Linked DNA regions of Sus scrofa: region 1 is linked to region 2. A link is a contact called in public targeted proximity ligation data. All regions are on one chromosome and are shown on one strand. The core of a region is the stretch at or near the end of the contact, and the rest is flanking DNA. Distances in the headings are between cores, read along the strand shown. Region 1 has its middle 29 kb from the start of ABCA3. Region 2 holds the start of ATP6V0C (V-type proton ATPase 16 kDa proteolipid subunit).

What was found.
Region 1: a targeted proximity ligation map of alveolar macrophages shows a contact between it and region 2. A contact is called at or near these places in 4 of 47 Hi-C or Micro-C datasets (embryonic fibroblasts, epiblast stem cells, omental adipose tissue and 1 more) and 2 of 2 datasets of targeted methods (alveolar macrophages and skeletal muscle).

The regions. Positions count from the first base shown.
Region 1 is chr3:39,657,655-39,662,307 of Sscrofa11.1, reverse strand. No RefSeq gene overlaps it. Among named protein-coding and RNA genes, the nearest start is that of ABCA3, 29 kb to the left of the region's middle.
Region 2 is chr3:39,535,786-39,540,184 of Sscrofa11.1, reverse strand. ATP6V0C (V-type proton ATPase 16 kDa proteolipid subunit) reads left to right here and starts at 1,481. Exons shown (of 3, transcript XM_003124744.4): 1 at 1,481-1,748. The coding sequence starts at 1,670.

The sequences.
Region 1 (4,653 bases), core at 1,843-4,342, 120 kb before region 2:
CAGAAGGTGTAGAATAGCTTTTAAAGATAACGTATCCCATTACTAAGGTGTGACTCTTCTAAATGCCTCAGGTGATCCCCAGGAAGCGTCCCACGGGCGGGTGAGAACTCCGATGCCGCCCGGTCTCAGGTGGGTTCTGGGCTCCCCTTGGCTCGTCCCGCCAGTCCACCCAGGCAGGGCATCTCTCAGTAGCGGGGTCCTGTGCGCAGACTTCTGGGGCTGTTTCCACGTGCAGCCTGCTCCTCTGGGGAGCTCTGCCCTGCAGCTTGCAGCCCTTTCACACTCTAGACTCTCATCGCCGCCAGCGCCAATGCTGGGCTGTGTTCCACTCGGGTTTCTCCTCCTGGTTTTATGGTGCGAAATGGGCCTCCAGACAGAAAACCAGGGCAATCTCTGTGGTCGCCTCGCTCGTGGCTCTTTTCTCAGGAGTTGTCACGCTGTGCGACGTCTTGTTCATTGTCTGAAACACTCCATTCTTTTCTCTCCTGTCCAGTTTTCTGGCTATTTTTGGTAAGAGGGCAAATTATATCTCTGTTACTCCATCACGGCCAAAAGCATGTCACAAAATATACAAAAGAATTGGCTTGCAGAAATTGTGTCATGATGGAAGAACAGGGGGCTAATGGTAGGCGAATGACCTTACCAATCATTCGAATTTTTGCCGTGTGCATGCCCTGTTTCTTTTAATGTAGGTAATAAAAACAGTATTTTCAGAGATACTTGAGAAAAGTATTGCCACGCCAAAACAAAACCAGACCCCCTGTGAAAATGAAACAGTGAAAGAAACAGAAAGGGGACTTAGAAATTTAAAGTGATTTAACCCTAACCCTAACCCTATCAGATTCCTTTCCTGGAAATAATGACATGGGCATGTCTGTGGAAGGGTCATCCTCTATCGGTGATGGGGAAGATGACGTTGAGGAAACCTTTGAGAATGAAAGCAAAGAGATAAGGAAGTGGAAAGTGTGGAAGATGCTGGGACGGTCGTAAAGGACAGGGCAGGTCTGGGAGTCCCAGCCACTCGGGTTTCTAGAAGGAAGGAAGGAGACAAAAGAGGGGAGGAAAAGAAAGCAATGTAGACGAGATTCCCAAAAGAAGACCCGCTTCCAGCGTGAACAAGTTCTCTAGTTACAAGCCGGGAAACAAGAAGGAGCAAACTTGGGCACGGATTAGTGACCTGTCTGAGCCACGGGACCAAGGCATAGGGGTCTCACGGCTTCTGGGTCCCTACAGGGAGGCAGGAACGCTGCCTGCTAAGCATTCTAAGGAAGAGTCATTTCCGGGGAGAATCCTGTATTAGCCAGTCAGATGTGAGGGCAGTCGACTGTAGAAGCGACGTCTCTCATCCGAGCGGTTATATTTCCTCGTGGATTTCGTTTCCCTTTTGGTGGTTTTAACCATGGCGAGAATGGAGCCATCATTTCCTCTACTAATGTGGACAAGAACTGTGTTCGCTCCACCACAGCCCTAAGTGCCACCCAGCTGAGCACAGGACTACCAGAGCCTGCAGAACCCACAGAGGTTTAGGCTGTCGGCATTTGACGCTGTGCTCCCGCTGCCGAGCGCAGCGCCAGGCACTCACACAAGATGCACCCATTCATTTGCAGAATGAAAGACATTTGCCATCCCTTGGGTGAAAAGCTGGCCGCCCCATTTCTCCTGTGGTAGAAAGCGGAGAGTTGGGCAGCATCTGCCTTCCCAGCAGCCACACACTGACTGGGTTTTTCTCTCTCTAGTTCTAGGCCACCCTTCGGTGCCTTCATTTGAAAAGTACATAATTCAGGATCCCAAAGCTGCCTACGTATTGACTGAAATTGTTTTTGATCATAGCTTCGATGGCAGCAGTGAACTTTTGCCACCTAAGGTAAGGGGCATCTTTTCTATCAGGCCTTGTGCCACTCAGCCTTGAGCACGAGTTCACTAAGGAGTCTTGTTACCAGAGCTGCCCCTCGTCTGCTTTGTCAGCTGCTGGCCATCTTACTTCCAGAGAAGATAAGAAGATACTTCTTATTTTATGTCTTCCATCCTGGACTTGGCAATCCCTTCCAGTTTCCAGATTCTCTCAAAGAGAAGACGTTTTGTGGAGCACGTCTCCTTCCTGAGGGTACAGGACAGCATATGTTCAACTGCTGGATTACAGAAGTGAGCCCTGGTGCCATACTCCATAGACTGGAGGCCCAGCTCTGCAGCGTCCTACTGTGTACCTCTGGGACAGTCACTAACATTCCTGGTCCCCAGTTTCCTTATCAGTATGGTGGGATTAATAGTGGTTCCTAACTCGGAGAACTATTGGGAAGAGTAAATGAATTGATGCCTATAAAGTGCATGGAGCCCGGAGCAGAGGCCTTTTCCAGAAGTGATAGTTACTGTCATTATTTCTGTCCTCGCAGACGGCAGATGTGGTAGATTCATTTGTTTAAGGAAAAGGCAGTATTTTAAAAATCAGAATACTTGGTTTCTGTTTCCGGATGAGAAAACCACTAGTGTATAGCTTTTGTATTGTGCTGTACAGTCTGCCAAAAGTCAATAGCTAGAACTTGCATGGGGTGTTGGTAGATGGAGACAAAGCATTTTTCAAACACTTCCTGATGCCAGGCTCATCACAGGGGCTGTCTTACTTGATCGCACCTACCTCTTGAGGTAGGTACTATTAACATCATTCCTGGAGTTCCCTGGTGGCCTAGTGGTTAAGGATCCAGTGTTGTCTCTGCCGTGGCTTGGGTCACTGCTGTGGCACGGGTTTGATCCCTGGCCCTGGAACTTCCACGTACCATGGGCGTGGCCAAAAAACAAAACTAAGCATCACTCCCATTTTACTGATGAGGAAGCTGAGGCAAGAAGATTAGGTTACTTGCCCAAGGTGCCATGGCTATTCATTAGGAAATTGGGCTTTGAATCCAGGTGGTCTGGCTCCAGAGCCTGCCCTCGGAACCGTTCTGCAGCACTCCTTTCATGATGGAGACTCAGAACCCATTGTCTGTTTCTTAGGAGGGTCACAGCAGGGTGCAAGGAGGACCACCACCACAGTGTGCTGCCCAGAGGGACATCTGCCACGCGGGTGCCTTTCCTCTAGTCGTGGCTGACATCGGGCACACCCTCGCTCCATCCTGTTCCTCTTCTGAGTTTCATGATCTCATGACTGATTATTTGCTTCTCTTTATTCTTCGTAGGTTAAGTATTAGTTGTGCTTCAGTTACTTTCAGAGGAATTACGTATCCCTGAGGATAACGTTCCATCCAGATGACTTTCGAGGCTGGAGCACATCCTTTCTTTACCCTCCTAACCTAGGCCAAGGACCCTGGGACTATGGGCATTCAGATGGGGGAGCGCCTGGGGAGGAGGCCCCTATGCTTTTCCATGAGCAGAGCCACTTTTGTACCATATTTATAACGCTCTCTGTGTGGTTTTCGCTGTTTGAACACTTGGAGGTTGAAGGAGTTATGTTTAGAAATGTGGCCTTCGGTGAAATGCTTTCATTCTAGAGTAAGCTAGACCGGTAGTTATGCATTTGATTGTTTTATGATACTCAATTGTTTGAGGAAGGATGGAAGCATTTTATAGGAACGAGTGCCTTCTTTATGTTTCTGTATGTGTTAACTTTTCTGTTTAAAAAAAATGTGTATTTGCTTTTAGCTTTCTGCAGGCTACAGGAGAAGAATGGGACAATGTAGACACCTGCTCCTCCCTCCTTCACAGTAGGCCTCATTTTCTTGCCTGAAGGTCCACGAACCAGGCTGCTCTTGGGCTCATGCCCTCCGCTTCACTGTCACCTTTTGGCCTCCCTTTTTGTGAGGGTTTAGGGTGACTGTCCTCTAGGGAACTAACTGATTTATAACATTAAGCTGACAGTCTGTACCACCTTGTTGAGTGACCACAGAATTGACCTGGAACTTTCAGCTTTAAACCCACCACGTGGGAATCTAAGTCCCAGGGTTTTCGTGTGATTCTAGAAAAGACATCAGCAGTTCCGCAATAGAACTTCTACATGCAATCAAGAATATGTAACCGTTCCCAGAATTTTACCATCAACGACGTGTTCCTGCCTTTTTCATCCTGACAGATCTGGCGGCCTGCCTAGGTCTAGGCCATCAGAAGCCCTTAATCTCCTCTGTTCCAGTGCTGCCATGTCCCCTGCTTCTCTGCCTGTATGGAGGGCTGGTGACCCTTGCTTGGAAGTGGGGCCATTATCTCTTAGAAAACTCTGGAGCCGAAACTCGAAACTCTTTGCCTTTCAATCCATTGTTCCCCAAAGCCAACCTCAGCACACCAACTGTGCTCTACTGAAACGAGGGATTGCTTATGGGTAAAGATAGTTTTTGAGGCTTGGCAGGCAAATTGAGTAACCCTAACCCTTGGACACAGCAGTGACAACTCAGAGACAGGTCGCAGCAGGTGAGGAGAGCTGTGTCTTCCAAGTGCTCTGAATTTAACGATCTCACATGTGCCAGCTGGGCACAACTGCAGAACAGACCCCCTTTCCCAGAAGCCCGAGTACTTGGAATAGAAGATGTAGCCCCTCCTGGGAGAGTGTTGTGTTGGATATTCCTTGGTTTGTCTGCCCAGAACTCCTGTATCCCACTTCCTGATAGAGGACACCCCCACTCGGCCACCAGGGTCCTGTCGTGACTTTCTGCTCTTTCTTCTATACTGTAA
Region 2 (4,399 bases), core at 232-2,731:
ATTCAGAAAGCCTGAGCCACGTTCCTCGGTTTAGAGAAATGGCAGTCGCCATCCCCCTTGGCAAGGACAAGGAGCTGAGGACACTGAATGAAGATTCCTCTTTCCAGAAGTCAGAGTCAGGGCGAGGAAGACAAAGGCAGAGGGCGGCGTGGAGGGCTCTAGCAGAATGGTGACCTCCTCTCTTTTGGGACAGGACGGACACAGCCCTCCAAGGGCTGCACGTTTGGGGGCAGGGGCAGGGGCAGACCCAGACTCACCAAGAAGGGTCTGAAAGCGGGTCTGAGATTCCATCGGGAGGACCAGGCCGGCGGAGGTGACCCCACCACCCACATGGAGAAGGCTGATGACAGCTACCACCTGGGTCACTGGCGGAGAGTGCTTCTGTGTCGGAACAAGGGCTTGGAGCTCAAGGGAGACCCAGGACCAGATGGCAGCCACCCAGGGTGCCTGAAATGGAGGGAACAAAGGGCAAAGGGATCCAGAACTGGTGGGTAGAGATAAGGCAGCTAGTTGGGGTGCCAGGAGGGCCACATGGGATCATCCGGGCAGTGCCAGTCCCAGGCCAGGCTGCCTGCTGGGCTGAGAGGAAACCTTTTACTGCTGCCCCAGAAATAAGGGCAACCCTGCATGTGCGGGACTTGTGTGGGACAGGCAGAACAAGGACCCAAGATGTAGAAATTTGGGGAAGACTTCTCAGGTCGCAACACCGACAGGGCGCCAAACCAGTCATGCCTACATTTTGAAGGGCAGAGACAACCCCGCTCCTCAGCTGCAGTCTGGGTCCTTGATACAAAAGAGGGAACAGAGGCGGGTAAAGGGGCTCCTTGTCTATGGAAGCCAGGGTAGCAATCACCGATTGCCAGGTTGGGGACTGGTAGGTCTGGAGCAGACGGAGGACGGCGTCTAAGGGTTGGGGAGACCCGAACCGGGAACACAGGAAGGCTCGGGCCAGAGACCAACCAGACAGCAGGGTGGCAGAGGCTTCCCTGGGGGCTGCCGAAGAGGCCGGCGCCCGGTTCACAGGATTTGGCTCCGCCTGCTCGGACCCTCGGATCGCCCCAGGAGGTATGAGCACGTGCGAGGTAGACCGCAGTCTTGGGTTTCTGGGGGCTGGGCCGAGAGAACGCCGTGGCCGGGCTCCACACAGAGAACGCAAAGAAAAGCTTCGGTCGGAACCGAATCCTGGATAGCGCAGCCGCAGAGGAGGCGGGGCACCACGAGCACCGCCCTATATGCTAACGAGGCGCGCCACTGTCCCGCCCCGGCCCAGGGACCGGACTGGCCCAACGCCGCGGGGTTCCAGAGGCCGACCTTGCCGGACAGCGCACCTGGGAAGGCCGAGGTAGGGCGGAGCGCTCGGGTCCGGGCCGGCGGGGTGACAGCACAGTGCGGGGGTGGCCAGCGGGCCTCTAGGGCGCCCCCCGGGCCATGACGCCCCCCCACCAGCGCGAAGTGGTACGGTCCGCAGGGGCGGGGCCCGAGTCATGTGACGCGGCAGCGGCCGCCATTTTGTTCTGCGGTGCTGGTATTTAGAGCGCAGCGGCTGACGGGCCGGATCCCCTTCGCAGCCGCTTCAGCGCTCGCTTCGCGCACCTCGCAGCCTGCCGCGCCCGGCCCGGCCTCGTCCCCGCCTCGACCTGCTGAGCTCGCCCCCTCCCCACCCGCAGACATGTCCGAGGCCAAGAGCGGCCCCGAGTACGCCGCCTTTTTCGCGGTCATGGGCGCCTCGGCCGCCATGGTCTTCAGCGGTGAGCGCCGTGGCAGGAGGGACCCGGGGGGTGGGGGCGCGCGAGGCTTGTGCCCGCTCCTCGCCCGGGGTTCGGCATGTGACGTCAGTGTGACGTAATTTCGAGCCGTTAGGGGGTCCCGGGCCTCACGTGACTGCGGGCGGGGGTCGGGGCCGCAGGGAGCCGTAAGGTGTCTGGAGCGCAGGGCGTGCGAGCTGGTTCCCAGTCCGGGTCCTAGGGTCTCCCGGGGTCCCGGGACCGCAGCCCGGCCAGCTGGCGGTATCGGTGCGGGGGTGGGGCGGCGGCGCCGCTGCCATCTTAGCCCCTGGAGAGGCGGGGGCAAGGCTGGGGTGGGGGCGCGCGGTCCTGCGCCTGCTCTGCACCCGCTCCCCCGCCCCAAATCCTGCGGGCAGGTGTGACATCACACCTAGTAGAGCTCCCCCGACGCGGAGCCGACCCCCCGTCCGTGGGCGGTGGGGGATCCAGCCCTGGCATTCCCCGCCAAGTGCACAGCCCTCGCCCTGTGGAGGCCTGCTCCCCGCCCCCCCGCCTCCCGGCAGGGGTCAGGTGGGTCTGCACCCAGGCTGGTGCTTCCGGTTAGGGCATGTCGGTGTTTCCCAATACTGAAGGCTGCGTGGGTTGGTTGGTTAGGGAAGCCTGGCTGAGGGGTTGGTCTTAAGAGCCGGCAGAGACCTGGGAGTGGGAGTGGAATTGGGGGCTGTGGGGGGCGGGGGTCATACAGGCAGAGGGGGCATCACGGATGTCTGGGGGGCAGGCCAGTGCCAGCACTGTGCGTGTGTGTGGACACTCGTCTGAGTGGGCGAGGTGGCGTGGAGCCTCAGCGTTGAGGGGATTGGGTCGTTTCCAGAGAAGGAACTGCTCAGGCCCGAATGAATGAATGACCTTTCTCCCCTTCCCTGAGGCCTGGAACTGGGAGGGGCTGCCTTCGGAATGCTGAGGGGCCTTCCAGGCTTCTTGATGGTCCCCTGGTTTTGAAGCCGAGTCTTCGCAGTCCTGGGGGTGTCAGATTCTGTGCAAATTGGCCAGTGTGGGAGAAGGGCACTGGGCCAGGCAGAAATGTGGGACCCAGGGAGTCGAGTCCTGACCCAGCTCCGGCCCCCGAGGACTGGTCTGGCCTGGTCTGGTCGAGGCCTCCTCGGGTAGGTCTGGTTTTGGGCTTTGATGACTCGCCCTGCCCCACCCTATGTGGTGGACTGCGGAGGCTCCCTGTGCAGGTATGTGGCGGGATTGAACTCCAAACAGCTCTGCTGACTATAAACACTGGTGGGGTGGGGGCTTGGGGGCCTCCCTCTGCCCAGACCTGCCTGCCTGTCACAAGCTGCTGAGTGAGCCATGCCCTTCCCGTCATGTGCGAATAAGGGGTCATTTGTGGTGGGAGCCCTGTCCGTACTTCCCCTTCCCCCGGGGCGACGCCCACTCTTTCCACATCCTCAGGAGCTGCCTGCCCTCCAGGCTGTCCAGCAGCCAGCCCTGTCCCCTTTTCCTCCAGCCTTTTCTGCTCTTTGCATCCACACAGCACCCGGGGATTGTCCTTTGCCTGGTGTCTGCCAGTCACCATTCCACAAATCTTCACTGAGTTCCAACTCTGTGCCAGGCACTGGGGACCGTGAGTGAACAAAAAAAGATCCCTGCCCACATGGAACTTGAATTCTGGCCGAGGTTGCCCTCGAACCCCTTTACCTGTGTTCGGCTCCTGGCCTCACTCCAGTCACCGGGGGCCTCTCTTCCTCACCTTTTAGAACTTACTTGGTACTTCTGAACGGGGCGTGACCAGCAGGTGTTAGGTCTGCCTGCCCCGTGCTCCTGGGAGTTAGGGCTGCCTGCTCTTGTTGGCTTGTGTGCAGCTTCACTGCTGTTCCCCTCCCCATGCGGGGCTTGACCTGGCCCCAGGGGAGCCAACGAGTCACTCAGCCAATTGGGTCAACTTCTGCCTCCGTTTCTTGCTCCAAAGGCTTGTCTTCATCTCAAGAACGGTTCTCAGGCCTCAGGTGTTGCTGCCAGGGCGCCTGCGCACTGCCTGCTGCTCCGGGCCCAGATCCTCCGTGGCCTGCCCAGCACTCGGCTGAATGAGATCCACTCACCCTGGGGCCTGCCAGTGCTGTCTCCCATCCCAGCTTCCCCTTTTTTTTTGTAACTTATGGCTGAAGTCCCTTGGAGTCTTTCCTCCTCACGCCTTCCATGAAGCTGTCAGCTGCTCCTTTTCCGTATTTTCTGTGACTTCCTACCAGCGAGTCTCCGGTGTTACAGGGCTGTGTTCTAGGAACAGCCTCCTGAAGCCCCTTTCTGTGCCCTGCTCCGTCTGGAGCCCCTTTGGGCTTGGCCCTGGGCGCCCTCCTGATGGTCGTCCTGGTTTCTTCCCTTGGTTCCCCTTGTTCCCGCCCATCCAGCCACATGCTCTCCTCACCGCCGGACTTCAGCCCGTCCCTGCCTTGCAGGGCTCGCTGCCTGGGATGCTGACCTCCTGCAGCTGTCTCTCACCCCAGGCCACCTGTCACCCGTGCCCTCTGCCTTGAGTAGGGAGCCCTGGCATTGGCCTGGTATGGAGTCTGCAGTCAGAGGCCCAGAACAGGAGCCTGAGGAGTTCTTGTTGTGGCTCAGTGGTAATGAACCAGACTAGTGTCCACGAGGATGCGGGTTCCATCCCTGGCCTT